Linked DNA regions of Oryctolagus cuniculus: region 2 is linked to region 1. The links are chromatin contacts, called in public Micro-C maps. All regions are on one chromosome and are shown on one strand. Each heading gives the region's core, a stretch centred on a gene start, on an enhancer-like site or on the middle of the called end of the contact. The rest is flanking DNA. Distances are from core to core; before and after follow the strand shown. Region 1 has its middle 310 kb from the start of TNS1. Region 2 has its middle 500 kb from the start of TNS1.

Region 1 (3,490 bases), core at 492-2,991:
GCTCCAGAGAAGGCGCAAGAAGAGGAAGGCCCGGGAGGGACACACGCCTGGCAGGGAGCTTCCACGTGTTGGAGCTCCATCAGGCCAGTTCACTGTCACCGTCACTAACACCCATGTCTATCTACATCATTTGTCAGCACCAGAGATGCCCTTGTCTGGCTCGAGCTGACTCTCCCGGGGAACAGGGGTGCACCCACCACGTGGAGACACCCAGCTGAGCTATCAAGAAATGAGTCAGGCTCCTCATTAGTGCTCACACGAAGTCACCACCCCACCATCCTGCAAGATTTGACTGTTCCGTTCCCCCAGATAACTTGTGAGTGAGGACAGAGCGCCAGTGAGCAACCACGAGAGGTCAAGATCATCTGATCCAACACCTTCATCCTCCTGCTGGGTTCACAAGTCCCAGGAAGGGGAGTGGCTTGCCTGAGACTGCACAGTTGACCAGAGAGTAGCACAAGAGTCCAGGGGAAGGCTGCAGGCATCTGCACTCTGACTTGGGAGAAAACAGAAGCACCAAGTGGTGGATGCAGGATTTCAGCTGGATTCCGGGGGCATCACAAAGGACTGCAATGAACACTGGGGTTAAAAGACCAGTGGGCCCACTGCAGACTCTTGCTTCACCTCTCTGGGTCTCAGTTCTCAACTATAAAACAGAGCAGCCCCTCCACCTCCTGGAAAGGTTTCATGGGGCAGATAGTATGCGTCTTGAAAACTGCAACAACTCAGGATGTGCACAACCCCCTTTTGCCCTTGTCCCCCAGGCTTTGCGCCGGGTGTAGGGGGCCAGCAAGGCAGGGGGCAGGAAGGCACTCTGAACAGATCTGAGGCTCAGGGGCTCTCCCCAGCTAAGGGGGCCCAGAGCACCAGGCTAAATCCGTGTCATTCAAGCAGGGCTCCGGTTGTGTCTAAGCAGCTTTGCTTTTAAAAGATTAGGAGGGCGGTGGAGTGGAAAGAAAAGTTGATGAGGCAGCAAAGTCCTGCCCGCAGAGCCACACTGCCCTCTGCAGGGCACCCAGGAGAAGGCACCTAGGCTGTACAGGGATCCCGGGAACACAGACTGCGCAGGGTCACAGACTCCTGCAGGGCAAGCCCCCTCCTGGCTGAAAGAGAAACAGGGACCACTCCAACCCTCAGCTATCTGCTGTGTCTGTCCTCCCTCCCTCGGTGCCTGATCAAGGTCTTCCTCCCGTCCCCACACCCACACTTGCCAACCTGCACTAGGAGGAACCTGCCCTAGCATCTCTCACCACTCATTCCGAAGCTAGAAATTAGAAGATTCCAGAAAAACAGAGCAGCCCCCCAACTCTGGCCCAACTCCCAGTATTCTCTCTGCTCCTCTCTACACCCCCGTATTCCAGGGCCTGGGAAGAGCTCCTGGACTCAGGGAAGCATGTCCCGCCTGAATCAAGGGGTCAGCCAGGAATTCTGTGACTCCACAAGCATCACACACAGAGGATATGGTGGGGCCAGAGCTTGCACACGACACCATGAGAGTGTCCTCACTGTGCCAGACCTCCACCACCGCCACCCCCCACCCCCACCCCCAAGCTGCCCTCTGTCCTGTCCCTGACCAGGCAGAACAGAGCCAGGGCCCTGCGCCTGGCTGACCGGCCTCCAAGCGTGGGCTCAGGCCACGCTCCCTGTGTGCCCCAGTGCAGCCGGCCCAGCCACGTGACGCCAGTGATTCACACACGCAGACGCCCGACCAGCTTCTCCCTTCGCCCTCTCCCAGGCATCACAAAAGGCACGGAGTCAGCACAGAGCTGCATTGTTCCCAGGGTCAGGAGGGGCTGGAGACTGAGGGGAATTAGGAAGACAGGGAACGGGCTGTAGGGTGGTTTTCCATGCAGCATATGCACCTCGTGCTGGCCAAGCCCACTTCCTGTCCTGGCTCCAACTCTGCAGCTCAAGTTCACGTTGCCCTCCTTTAGAGCCGCCTTTGGTTTGGGTTGCTGGCTTCCTTCATTTTTCCATTCCCTGCAAATGTGCATTTCTTTGAAAAATATGCACGTGCTGGGGTTTGTTTTTTTTTTTTCTTTTCCAAAACACATCAATCTTTAGAAACCATAATATACATTCACAGTCCAGCAAACTTTATCCTTCGGGGGCATGCTTTATACTTTCTCTTCTGCTCCCTAGACCCAACTGAACTCCGCACACACAGACAGGTGAATATGATCAGAGGTCCAAGTGGGCAAGGCTGAAACGGGGCAGGTGCAGGGGTGAGGGAGGCGTGGGGGGTTGTAATTATTGCTAAAAAGGAAAGAGAGGAGGCTGGGAGGGAAAGGGTGAAAAGCTGTGACCAAGACTGGAGCAATCAGGAATTATTATTTCAATTCTTCTGATTCTCTAATCATGAAAATCTTCAGCTCTGGATTGTTGCAAACAAGCTCCTAGTTGATAAACTCTTGAGACTGTATGGGATTTTAGAGGCCATCCTGATCCCCTCTCCAGTGGGCTTTCTTCCAGAGCGGACCCCCTGCAGGCAAGTTCATCTGCCTCACCCCAGAGCAGCCCAACTCAGAAAGTGCTGTGAGGTGGTCAGCATTGTGGCACAGCAGGTTAAGCTGCAGCCTGTGATGCCAGCATCCCACTTGAGGGACTATTCGAGTCCTGGGTGCTAATGTGCCTGGGGAAGCAGCAGAAGATGGCCCAGGTACTTGGGCTCCTGTCAGTCACCCATGTGTGAAACCCAGATGGAGTTCCTGGCTCCTGGCTTCTAGCTGTGGTCTGGCCATTTGGGAAGTGAACCAGCAGATGAAAGATCTCTTTCTCTTTCTGTCTTTCCCTCTCGCTCTGTAACTCTGCATTTCAAATATAAATAAGCAAATCTAGAACGAATGGAGGAAGGGGAGAGAAGAAGAAAGGCAAGGAAGAAAGAGAAAGACAAAGAGAGAGCAACAGCTTTGATTGTCAGATCAAGATCCGTCCCCCAACAATGGCCCCCTTCTCTATCCATGCCCTAAGACTAATCCCATGGCTTGCCTTGACCAAAAGTGGTATCCTGCCATTACTGAGCCTGGGCCTTACAGAGCCCCATGTGCTTCTGCTCTGTCTCTAAACCTTGTCACAGGTATAAGAGCGAGATCAGGATAGGCTGCTGGAGGATGAACACATGCACGGAGCACAGCTGAGTCACTGCAGCTGCAGCCATCTGAGACCACACGGGCCACAGCCCACCTGCCAGCTGACTGCAGATGCGTGAGCAAGCCCCAGGCGGGACTGGCTAAACCTGGCCCAAATTTGCAGACCCGCCCAGCTGAGCCCAGCCTGAACTGCTGGCTGTCAGAAATGCAAGCTAAATCAGTGATTGTTGTTTTTAAGTCACTAAGTTTTTGATGCACCCCGTAAAAGCCCTCTGGAGCTATACAGAACAATCCTGATTCCTTGAACATGGGGACAGCCCTTTAAATGTTGAAATGACTACCATTGCTTCTGGGGTGCTCCTGCAGATGAGCCCCTGCTTTTGAGGCAACCCACACATCAA
Region 2 (3,490 bases), core at 694-3,193, 190 kb before region 1:
ATAGGATTGAGACAGCAGAAAGTCTCCTGTAGGAAGAGGAGTTATCTGTACAAGCCATAATATCTTAAACCACTTCTTCAAACCATCAGCTTGTGGAAGTACTTTAGTCCATTCACGACCTCAGAGTTAGTTTGAACTACAGGAGACAGAGCTAGTACAAGATAATGGTTCAAATCATCAACTCAAGTACCGGGAAGAAACATGACATGCCCAAGTCTAACTGCGTGAACTTGAGCCATAAGATCACTTCTCCAAGTCTCTATGACTTTGCAAACTGCAGACACAAAGAGTAGCCACTCTTCAGGAAGACTCAGAGGCTGCAATGTGACCATACACACAGAACCCTCAGCACCATCCCTGGCACATGCAGGGAACACAACAAATATTCAGTGATCATCATGGAGTGCATAAGCCAATAAACACTGAATAATTCAGAGGCACACTATTAATAATTAATATCTCAATGAATCTTATTAAAGAAAAGAAGATAGAAGAGATGAAACTATTTCCCATGGCTCATTATCACCATAACTGTGGATAAGAAGAAAGAAAAATGAAAACCTCAAGAGAAATTATGCATCCACATCCAACACAAGTTTGGAGTTCAGTAGAACTGTGGAGAATTCTGGGATTCTCGGAAGTGGCCCAGGACCAGGAGGAAAAACTTGTGCAGACTCTGACATGCACCGATGTACACTTGCAGGTAAGACACACGCTTCTCTAGTCCTCAGTTCCTTAAACTAAAATGGCCACATAGGACTGGCCACCTTAGCTTTCTGACTTCCAGGTTATGAGATCAAAGCTGACAACATCTGAAGACCATGGAAACCCAGTGCTCCTTGGCAGAAAGTTTGAATAGAGCCCACAGATCAAGCAGGAATCTGAACTAGAGAACTCAGGTGGACACTCTTTCAGCCAAAGACTTGAAGCTTCTAGAAGGAAGGATCAAGATTGGTTTCGGGAGGGACCAGTACAGCAAAGATCTTCCACAGAGAGGAGAGACCATCCCTGGTGAGCAGACTTGAACAGGCATATCCCCCTTTCACCCTCCCCCAACTCGCAGCACAGAGGAGAAGAGACCTCAGCAACGTCTTTCTTCTCCACCTCACATTTTGCAAGCCCCCCAGAGATACCCAAAAAAGCAGTTCAATGTTTTTTCATAAACCTATGAAACAGAATCCTGCTCCCCTTCCCTGGGCTCACAGCAGCCTCCCATTGTGGAGCCCTTATCTCCAAAGCCTCGGGGAGGATGGGCACTGGTGAGTCACAGTCATGCTCCATGTGATTTAGAGTCGTAAATCAAGAGACTGTCTAAGAGAAAATTGCACCAAGCCTTAGGGCAGACGCAGGAGCCCCATGTTTAAACAATCTGGTCTAATCTCCTTGGCGAAGAGACCCTCCTACCCCAGGAAACGGCAGGCAGGACTGCCTTGTGTGCAAGTTTCAACGATATCCATCGCAGTCTGTTTCTAGTCAGGCTCTCAGAGATCACTGTCTCAACCGAGAATCATGTCAGTCCAATTTCCCCCTCTACTATCCAAGGGCAAACAAGAGCCAGCCCTGGCATTGAAGAAAATGTTCTCAAATATATCAAAATCAACTGCAGGGATTTCGTATGTCCCCGGCCACCCTGCGGGGCCTGCCACTCCCAACAGGGAGAGCTCTGTGGCACCAGTGCTGTGACTCACACTTCTTCCTCCAACACAAAGGGACCGTCCCTGAGGCCTCTATTTGCTGGCATACAATTGACAAGAGCTTTGTCAAGTCCAGCTCACATGTGGAGGCATAGGAGGTGAGCCTAGCCCTTGGCTGCCACAAAGAGGAGGAGTCTGCTGGCTCCCAGACACCAGCAGTCTTTTTTAAAAGATTCAGCAGATGCTGGATGGTCTGAGGGGTCAGATGGCTTCTCAGATCACTGGCCTCCAGGGTTCCTGTCTCATTTATACTTCCTGGAAAGTGTCAGGAGCTCATTGCAAATGGGCAGCTGGAAAGAGAGGCTAAGGGCCGTGCGGCCTCAGGGTGCCCAACTCCAGGGTGTCATTGTAGAAAGGTCTGCTCTTGGGGGTTGGTTTCTTTTTAGGTCATTCATCTGCCACTTCCCCTAGGCACCAGCTGGTGAGCATCCAGCCTTTCTGCTGTGACCGTGGCAGCCTTCCTGGCCAGGCCTCCACGTGTCTCCGCTCCCCACCATCAGCCAGCCTTGTTTATACCCAGCTTTATGCAGACCTAATCATTAACCTCCCTAAACTGCGATGTGTTGCTGCTTCTCAAGTGTCTGAGGAGGAACCAAGTTTGGGGAGTTTTGTCCACTGAGAAAACATGAGGATGGGACAGGGGCCAAATTCTGATCTATTGGGAGATCCAGAGGCCAGGCAGTCTGCACGGCATCGGGGTGTGCAAGCAACGGAGGCGAGTTAGAGATGGGAGTCTATCATTTCTCAGCCTTTTGGCTAAGATCATGTGTAGAGATGGAGAACCTGGGCTCAATAGAATGAATACAGTTATCCAGCAAATGAAAGCATTAAACGTTCTACACCCATGATGGGTTCGTCCTGCTAATAAACCTGTGAAATAAGGATTAGGGAGTTTCATGAAATAGGATGAAAAGGGTTCAGAGGTTTGCCCAAGGTCAGACCAAAGAGTGACTGCAGGATCTGATCCATGGCAATGTGCTTCAAAATCCAAAATCTTCATGTTAACACCAATGTGAGTGCTTCCCAGGAAAATCAAAACAGAAAACTGACCTCCCAGGCTCCTACAACAGTCAAAGGATATGTGGTATATAAAGGAAAGTTCTAGATTATGTGGGAGAATGGGTCCATGGTTCTCAACTAGGGATAATTTTGCCCCTCAGGGGACGTATGACAATGTCTGGAGACACTTCAGATTGTCATGGATTGCAGAGCGCAGCCAGAAGTGCTGTAAGACAGTTACTCACAATAAGGAATTATATAGTCCTTAATGCCAACAGGCTGAGGTTTAGAAACCCTGGACTAGGGGCCAGTGCTGTGGTGTAGCGAGTAAAACCACTACCTGCTGGGCCAGCATCCCATGTGGGTGTGGGTTCAAGCCCCAGATGCTCCACTTCTGATCCAGCTCTCTGCTATGGCCTGGGAAAGCAGTGGAAGATGGCCCCAGTCCTTGGGCCTCTGCACTCACTTGGGAGACCTGGAAGAAGTTCCTGGCTCTTGGCTTCAGATTGGCCCAGCACTGACTGGCTGTTTGGGAAGTGAACCATCGGTTGGAAGACCTCTCTCTCTCTCTCTCTCTCTCTCTCTCTCTTTCTGCCTCTGCCTCTCTGAAACTAAATAAATAAATCATTTATAAAAGAAAGAAACCCTGAGCTAGATGAGTTTCGGATCTCTTCAAACTCTTCTTTTCCCTTCTGTGGCGTAGATGAGAGTCAATTCTGTCTTCCAGAGTTTCTCAAAGCAGAGGCAGGAAGGAGACAAGAATGCAATACTCGCATCACTGGGACTCTTTCCAACCC

Evidence for each region. Hi-C and Micro-C count contacts between places; a contact is called where the count stands out from the background.
Region 2: a Micro-C map of ear pinna shows a contact between it and region 1, with 3 times the contacts expected there. The contact joins two enhancer-like sites. A contact is called at or near these places in 2 of 6 Hi-C or Micro-C datasets (ear pinna and an unstated tissue).

The regions. Positions count from the first base shown.
Region 1 is chr3:21,551,157-21,554,646 of mOryCun1.1, reverse strand. No RefSeq gene overlaps it. Among named protein-coding and RNA genes, the nearest start is that of TNS1, 310 kb to the right of the region's middle. Within about 2 kb of position 1,741, at least 1 of the 8 cell types and tissues checked has an H3K27ac peak or open chromatin away from gene starts, as enhancers often do. A contact at or near this core is called in ear pinna, where this site is marked.
Region 2 is chr3:21,745,269-21,748,758 of mOryCun1.1, reverse strand. No RefSeq gene overlaps it. Among named protein-coding and RNA genes, the nearest start is that of TNS1, 500 kb to the right of the region's middle. Within about 2 kb of position 1,943, at least 1 of the 8 cell types and tissues checked has an H3K27ac peak or open chromatin away from gene starts, as enhancers often do. A contact at or near this core is called in ear pinna, where this site is marked.